2 separate regions of the Rattus norvegicus genome follow, and region 2 is linked to region 1. A link is a contact called in public Hi-C data. All regions are on one chromosome and are shown on one strand. The core of a region is the stretch at or near the end of the contact, and the rest is flanking DNA. Distances in the headings are between cores, read along the strand shown. Region 1 has its middle 33 kb from the start of Nav2. Region 2 holds the start of Nav2 (neuron navigator 2).

Region 1 (3,547 bases), core at 771-3,270:
TTGAACCCTGAATAGACTTAGTACCTCCCCAAGCCTAGAGTGTTCACCAACTTTCTATTGCAAACACCTAAGGTATAAAGAGGCTATTTGACTCTTGGTTTTTGAGGTGTTCTTCTGTGTTCGTTTGGTCCTTTGCTTTGGGGCCAGGGATGCTACCCCACCCCCTAGGGGCTCTTGTGTTTCATACTTACTGCTCAGCTGGTGGCACTATTTTGGAAGGTTATAGAATCTTCAGGAGGTAGACACTTGCAGAAGGAAATGGGTCCCCAGGGGTGGAGTGGGTCCTGGACGTTTTATGCCCAGTCTACTTCCTGAGCACTGGCCACCGTGACTTCCCCACCATTCTAGTCTGTGTCCCTTTGAACCGTGAACCCAATGAAAGCAACTCTCCTTTAAGTGGCATCTCGTCAGGTGTTTGGTCACAGCAATGAGAAAAGTAGCTAACAGGGCAAAGGAAGCAAGAGGAGAGAAGGAAAGACTAAGGTCCCACACACTCTTGGGGACCTTGGCCGCAGTGACCCAAAACCTGTGCCAGGACTCACCTCTTCAAGTTCCCACCGCTTCTCAGAAAGCACCAATGTAGGAGCAAACTTTAAATGCAAGTGTCTCTGGGGGATTTACAATCCAAACTACACACCTAACACACATCAACAGACAGAGGGTCTGACCTCAGGAAGGCCCACCCTTCAGTTTGTGCCCTGGGTCTTGGCACAGAGCTAATGGAAGATTGTATGTCCCCATCTTAGAGGGCCAAACAGTGAGCCTGAGGCTTCTCTTCTTTGCTCCCCTCCCATCAATGTGTACTGAATTCTCTTGTGTCCCAGACACTGAGGAGCTGGGCTGGGGTCTGAGATGAACAGAAGTGGAGGAGAGACAAAAAGAGACCCAGAGGCTATATGTGAGAAGCCATCAGCAAGGAGAGAAGGTTGCAGTGTTGGAAAATGGCAGTGATGAAGGAGAAATCCTGCCGGGATGTGTGCAAAGCAGTGAGCATCCAGCTCCAGAGTCAGACGCTAAGGTTACAGCTTAAACAGAAGGCCCGGATGCTCGGAGAAGCAGGTCTCATTTGCCTAAGAGGCAAAGGGGGTCTGTGGAGAAGCGTCTGGTGCAGTATGGAGCACTAGGGTGCTTACGGAGTGAACCAGCCCTCCCTCGGCCAATCAGAAGCCAGTGGAAAGAAAGTAGACTTTACATTGTGTGGATGAAGATTGATTGACATGGAAAGACTCTATAATGAACTGCTGTGTTCATGACAAAAGAGTCATGACATGTTTGGGGATTTAATTTTCTGTGTATATTTGTGTGTGTGTGTGTGTGTGTGTGTGTGTGTGTGTGTGTGTGTGTGTGTGTACGCGCCAGTGCCCATGAAGTCCAGAAGGAGCCACAGGATGAATCCCAGAGTCACAGGTGGCTGTAGGCCATCTGATGTGAGCCCTGGGAACTGAACTCAGCCCCTCCAAGAGTAGAGCTTGCTATTAACCATGGAGACGTCTCTTCAGTCCTCTCAAACACAAGCCTGGACAACAACTGTTCAACTCAAACACTTGGAGCCAGGGCATCCTTCTGGTGGCTTCAATGCCCTGTGCCACCTGTGGCACAGCCTTCTTTTGCCAATGCTCTCAACATCTGTGATTGTCCCAGTGATTATCTCTGAGTGTCCCGAGGACCAGGGCTTTTCATGTGGAGCACAGTGCATAATACGGAGTGGGCCACTCCCACTTGAAGAATGGGACAGAAGGGTGAGAGGGTGGAAAGTGCTCACCACCAGCTACCCCAGGCTGATGTGTCACCTGAGGGGCGGGAAGGGGTAGAAAGCTCCTCCCATTAGGCTGGGTCTGAATACAGAGAGTAGTTAACCGGGAGATGGGGGATGTGGAGAGGCTCTGGGAGCTTAGATGTCCTCAGGCCTGAACCTCTTCCAGGATGGATTCTGTTCAGCTCCCTCTCCCCGCTTCCCCTCCTGGCTGGGGCCTCTTCCTGCCTTCTTGGCACCAGAAGCTCTGCTGGCTTCTGTCCTGAGCAGTGTGACCTCCTGCCCATGAGTAAGGACTGGGCCATTCCACCGTGACTAAGCTGTCACCTCCCCATTTCCCGTAACCGCCAAGGGAGGACTCACTCTGAATCACTCTTTATTGTTTTGAACTTTTTTTTTTCTGCTCCCAATTTTGAATGTTTGAAGATCAGCTACCCTAGGCAGGCTAACAGAGCTGAATAACTCTGCTAGGAAACTGTCAGACAGCCTTCCCACAAGCTATACATAGGGGAGAGCCGTGGAGTACCCTTACCTGGTCAGAGTCAGCTTTGACCTGCGTTAGAATACTGCCTGTTTCCCTAACTGCTCTGTTTTCTTAGGCTACTCACTTCACCTTTCTGAACTTCAATTTTTCTTCTGTAAAACGGGGGTAATAATGTTTATTCCAGATAATTGTTGTGTTTATAAAGCAACTGGCTACAGCAGGCTTTCCAATACAGATAATTAATAATATATAAATATAAATAAAGTGTGTCTCCTTAGATTCATAATGAACATACCTGCCAAGAAGATGGGTGTCCCAGCTCCCCTATCCACCCGTCACCCCAAAAAGACAATGGTAGACTTCTCAAAGCCACATGTTGGGAATGTTGTATATAACTTAGTTCTGTCAGCAAGCACCAATATTTATTGAGCACTTACTATGTGCCAGGTACAATGCCAAGCACTTTCCATTAAATTATTAAATGAATTAGAGTTAGTTGTGACTGGCAGTGGTTCACTAACTTCCTAATGAGAGATAGGCCCAGGACTTGAGCACAAATGGGGCAATGCCATACACAGAGATAAGGTTCTCTTGGGATGACCCATTGCTAGGGATCACTGTCAAGTAATGATACCGTACTAGGAGCACAAGTGTCATTCGTGCCCAGCCTAATTTGCACAGCAGTTATTCAGCTCCACTGCCCCATAGAGGGAAACTGAGTTTTGAACAGTGAAGAGACACCAAGTCTGCCTAGTGGAGCTGACTGACGAACCCAAGGATCTTCAAATCCAATGTGTTTCCACCACTGTGTGCACAATGGCTGGAGTCAGGATGGACTGACTTGGTCTTCTAGAAGCTCCTTGGCTTGATTGCTTTGTATCCATGGCTTCTGGCCTGCTTCAACCTTCTGCAGTATCTGACTGGGGATAGCAGTGGGATTCCCTTTTTTGTGATAAACATCTCCCTACTTCATACCAGTGGTCTCTACTCTCATAGGCTCTGGTCAGTCTCTAAAATGCCAGGGTTTGGAGTCCAGGAATTGTCTCTGCAGAAATCAGCAGGCTCACTGAGTGGGTTTCCTGTGGGAACAGACCTTGCCAGGGGTCTGACAGATACTTGCATGTGAAGGAGTGTGCCTGCAAGGAAAGAGCTGGGTTGTTGGGATAGCTTGTGAGCATGTGTGTGTGTGTGCGTGTGAGACCCTGATAGCTCATCTCACAAGGGGATGCTGGGAACTAGACATGGCCTTGTAGGCTACTGTCAAAACCTCAGATGCAATGATGCTGCCCCCTGCCATGCGACTTCACACA
Region 2 (3,547 bases), core at 600-3,099, 33 kb after region 1:
CCAGAAAAGTGGCTTAAAGAGATGACAGTGGGACATACTGGGTGGAAACATTAATAATACATTTTTTTCCTGGTCCCTATACTTCCAGACACTATCTCATTTAGCTGGACGGTGCTTTTAGGGAAATGTATTCAAACCTCCACTTGATTTGCATGAGACACTGGAAGGTCTGTAAAGATGGTAAAACTTCCCAACTCAAATCCAAACTGCTCTCTGGGGTGGGCCTCCTTGAAGATCAGTCCCGAGGCAACCTGTCTGGACAATCTTATTTCCCTTCAGCTCTCAGACCGGGAGTCAGAGAGGAAGAGATCCTCCAGCGATTCCAAGCGGAGGAACCTGTGAGCTTGGCACGTCCCAGGCGCAGCCTGCCAGGCAGGCCTGCATGAAACCAGGGCGGGTTTAGCCTCAGCCTGCCCGGGTCACCAAGCCACTCTAATTACAGTCTGTGGTAGGTGGCAAGGAGGAGTTGTCTTTGGGCGCGAAGCTTCCCCGGCCATTGTATTAGCCTATAAATACTTCAAATACTTAAGTGCAACGTGCAACCTTTGAATGTCGCAGAGGAAGCTGTTGGAACGCCCCTGAGCCCACCCGGAAAGAAGAAATGGCTGGAGTGTCCTTCAAGCAGGGGACAAGGAGACCCGCCCTGTCAATCCCGTTGGAGGTGCAGAGAGGCTGGGGCGTGCCTCCGGAACCCGCAAAACCGTTGAGATTACCCGAGCGATTTGAAAAAGAGAAACCGATTTCCCCGACACATGCCAGAGGGTGGAGGGAGGCGGGAATCTGCAACCCAACGGCGTTTTCAAAGGCCGCTCCCGGGACGCGGGGGTGGCGGCCCGCGGGGAGGCGCGCGCCGGGGCCATGCCGCAGAGCGGCCACCAGCTCGCTTTGTACTTGCGGCCAAGCGCGGCCCCAGAGTTTCGGCGGCGGCCCCGCGGAGTTGAGGCCACGCCCCCTTGCAGTGCGAGTCGCGACCGCGGATTGGTCCGCCGCGAACCAATGGGCGCCCGGGAACGGCCCGGGCTGTCAGCGCGCGCCGCAGCCGGTCCTCCCCTGCGTCCAACCCTGCAGCCCGCGCTGCCTTCCCGGGAGCTCTGCTTAGCGCAGCGCAGCCAGCCTGGCCAGCTGCGCATCCCGGTGCCCGCGCCCTGCCACCACCGCCGTGCTGCGCTGGAGCGCACGGAGCATGGCCAGAGCCGCGGGAGCTCACGTGCTTGGTGTTCGAGGGGCTTGTGAGCATCGGTGATCGACTGTCACGCCCAGACAGACCTGTCTGCGGAGATCGCCCCGAGTCTGCCTAGGCGCGGGTGACACTGCGGCGCGTTTTCAGAGTGACAGCCGCCTCGCGGTTGAGACATCTTGGGCTCCGTGTGCCCTCCGTTTCCCCATCCTCCGCTCTTTTGCTCGAAGATTCACACCGGCAGGCTCCAGAGCGCGACGTGTGCGTCCCCGTAGCCTGTGTCTCTTCCTAAGGAGCCTTCTCACTTCGGAGACGCAATGACAAGTTAATATGGGCGTCCACGCCTCAGTTTCCCAGGAGAAGAATTGCCAGAGGCAGCCTTCCGCGAGAGCCCAGAGCTTCTGAGCAGCCCTCCCGCTGCGACATCCGCGCAGGTGGGACCTGCTGAGGGCAGTGACTAGCCCGCCACCCGGCAGGCGCACTCACTGGATTTCCCCAATTCCCCGACCCGGGGATTTTGTTTTTTGGGTTTTTTTTGTTTTTTCTTCCACTGTTGGTGGGCGCCTCGCGGGCCGAGGCCCGGCGCCTGCTCGGCTGCCCGCGCTGCCTTTAGCGGTCGCCTCCGCCGCCGCTGCCAGGGACGTGCTGGGAAAGCCAAAGCCCAGGGAGAAGATGCCGGCCATCCTGGTAGCCTCCAAAATGAAATCGGGACTGCCCAAACCGGTGCATAGCGCCGCGCCCATCCTGCACGTCCCCCCGGCCCGGACTGGTCCTCAACCCTGCTATCTTAAGTTGGGAAGCAAGGTAGAGGTGAGCAAGACGGCCTACACTAGCCAAATCCCCCTGAAATCGCAGGGGCTGCAGGAGCCGACGGGGGAGGGGCTCCCGTTGCGGAAGAGCAGCTCTCTGGAGAACGGGTTCGATACCCAGGTGAGCAGTGCTGTGTGCTGGGGCACTATTACATGGTGGGAGTGATGGAGGATCCTTCATGAGGGAGGGGTACGGCTGCCTTGAGGAGAGGCTACCATAATGTGATTGGAGAGAGGACGCATACCCCTTATGCTGGCAGATTAGAAGGATACATTGGTCAGTGGGTGTGGCCAGGAGGGACTTAGCTGGCCAGGGTGCCAGAGGTTCTCCTGAGGAGCTCTGCAAAGCTAAGGGGTTCTGGCAGCCAGCTGCTTTTATGGGATTGGAGCAGGTTTAGAGATGCTTTCAAAAACCGAATGCTGGCATCGGAAATGCTAGGGCCATCAATGCTGAGAGCTTGGCCCCAAGGAGTGGTATCTGCTGCTGTGATGTGTGTCTATAGCAGTGCCTCGGGTTGTAACTCGGAGAAGGAGTGGTCTGGTGCCTTGATGAATTGGATATCACCTGCCAGCTGTGAGATCCAGGACAAGGGAACTGAGTGATTGCCCTGAAGTTACCCTCCTCCTAGCTTGGAGATGACTGGTTTCTGCCCCATCTTTAGGGGGAAGGGATTCTGACCAGGTGCTGCCGAGTGCTAGCTGCTACAGACTCCTGGTGACTGGAGTGGCTTGGCTGTCTCAGAATGGCTGCCGAATCTAAGCCCCTCCTTCTTGGGTAGTCTATGCTGCCAGTGTTGGTGGCTCTGGTGATTACGGAGGTGATGGTGTGTGGGTGAGAGAATGGCTGAAAGAGAAATGGTGACTTCTACCTTTCCTGGCAGAGCAGGCATCCCCCTACTGGGCTGGGTGACAGGCCCTGGCCGTGCAATCTCTTTTAAGGAAATCCTGAAGGGCCAATCAGTTTCTCTTGGACTCCTGCCTTCCCTGCTGCCTTCCCCCCTCTTCTGGCAGGAGGGAGCAGGGCCATGCTGTATTTTCTTGGCTGCCAGTCAGCAGGGACTTTTAGGGACAGGCTGACCTGACTGGTGTGGCTGTCCCAGTCAGGAGAGGAGAATCGGGAATCCAGAAGGGGAGGCAGTCTGGAGTTGGTATGGGATGGGGGTGGGGCATGGGGAGGAGAGCAACAGACCAGATGACCTTTTGGGCATCTACTTCTCTGTAGCGTTCTCTGATCAGAGGCTAATGCTCAATACATTCCTAACCTTCCGGCGGAGGAGCTGGGATCTAGAAGCTGCTTAGAGACAGACCGTTGGAGCTCAGAGCCAGAGAAGGCCCCTTCCCCACACAAGCTCCCACACCCGCCCGACAGCATGTCCCTCTTGGTGCTGCACTTGCTAAACATTTTTGGAAGCTGACAGCCCTGACTGATGGTGTGTGGGAGGAAGGCAAGATTTCCTCCAGTGCTCCTGGGTCCTGGCTCTGCTGGGATGTGTGTTCTGTTCTTTTTCTTAGAGCTACAGGACTTGTCCAGAGGGCTCTGAAAAGAGGGTGAGCACCAGGG

The links. Hi-C and Micro-C count contacts between places; a contact is called where the count stands out from the background.
Region 2: a contact with region 1 is called in a Hi-C map of Schwann cells, with 2.4 times the contacts expected there. The contact joins the promoter of Nav2 here to the enhancer-like site in region 1. A contact is called at or near these places in 5 of 12 Hi-C or Micro-C datasets (the A7r5 cell line, the Rat2 cell line, Schwann cells and 2 more).

Annotation. Positions count from the first base shown.
Region 1 is chr1:108,059,656-108,063,202 of GRCr8, forward strand. It overlaps a transcript of Nav2 not described here. Among named protein-coding and RNA genes, the nearest start is that of Nav2, 33 kb to the right of the region's middle. Within about 2 kb of position 2,021, at least 17 of the 93 cell types and tissues checked have an H3K27ac peak or open chromatin away from gene starts, as enhancers often do. A contact at or near this core is called in the A7r5 cell line and Schwann cells, where this site is marked.
Region 2 is chr1:108,092,787-108,096,333 of GRCr8, forward strand. Nav2 (neuron navigator 2) reads left to right here and starts at 1,850. Exons shown (of 38, transcript NM_138529.1): 1 at 1,850-2,107. The coding sequence starts at 1,850.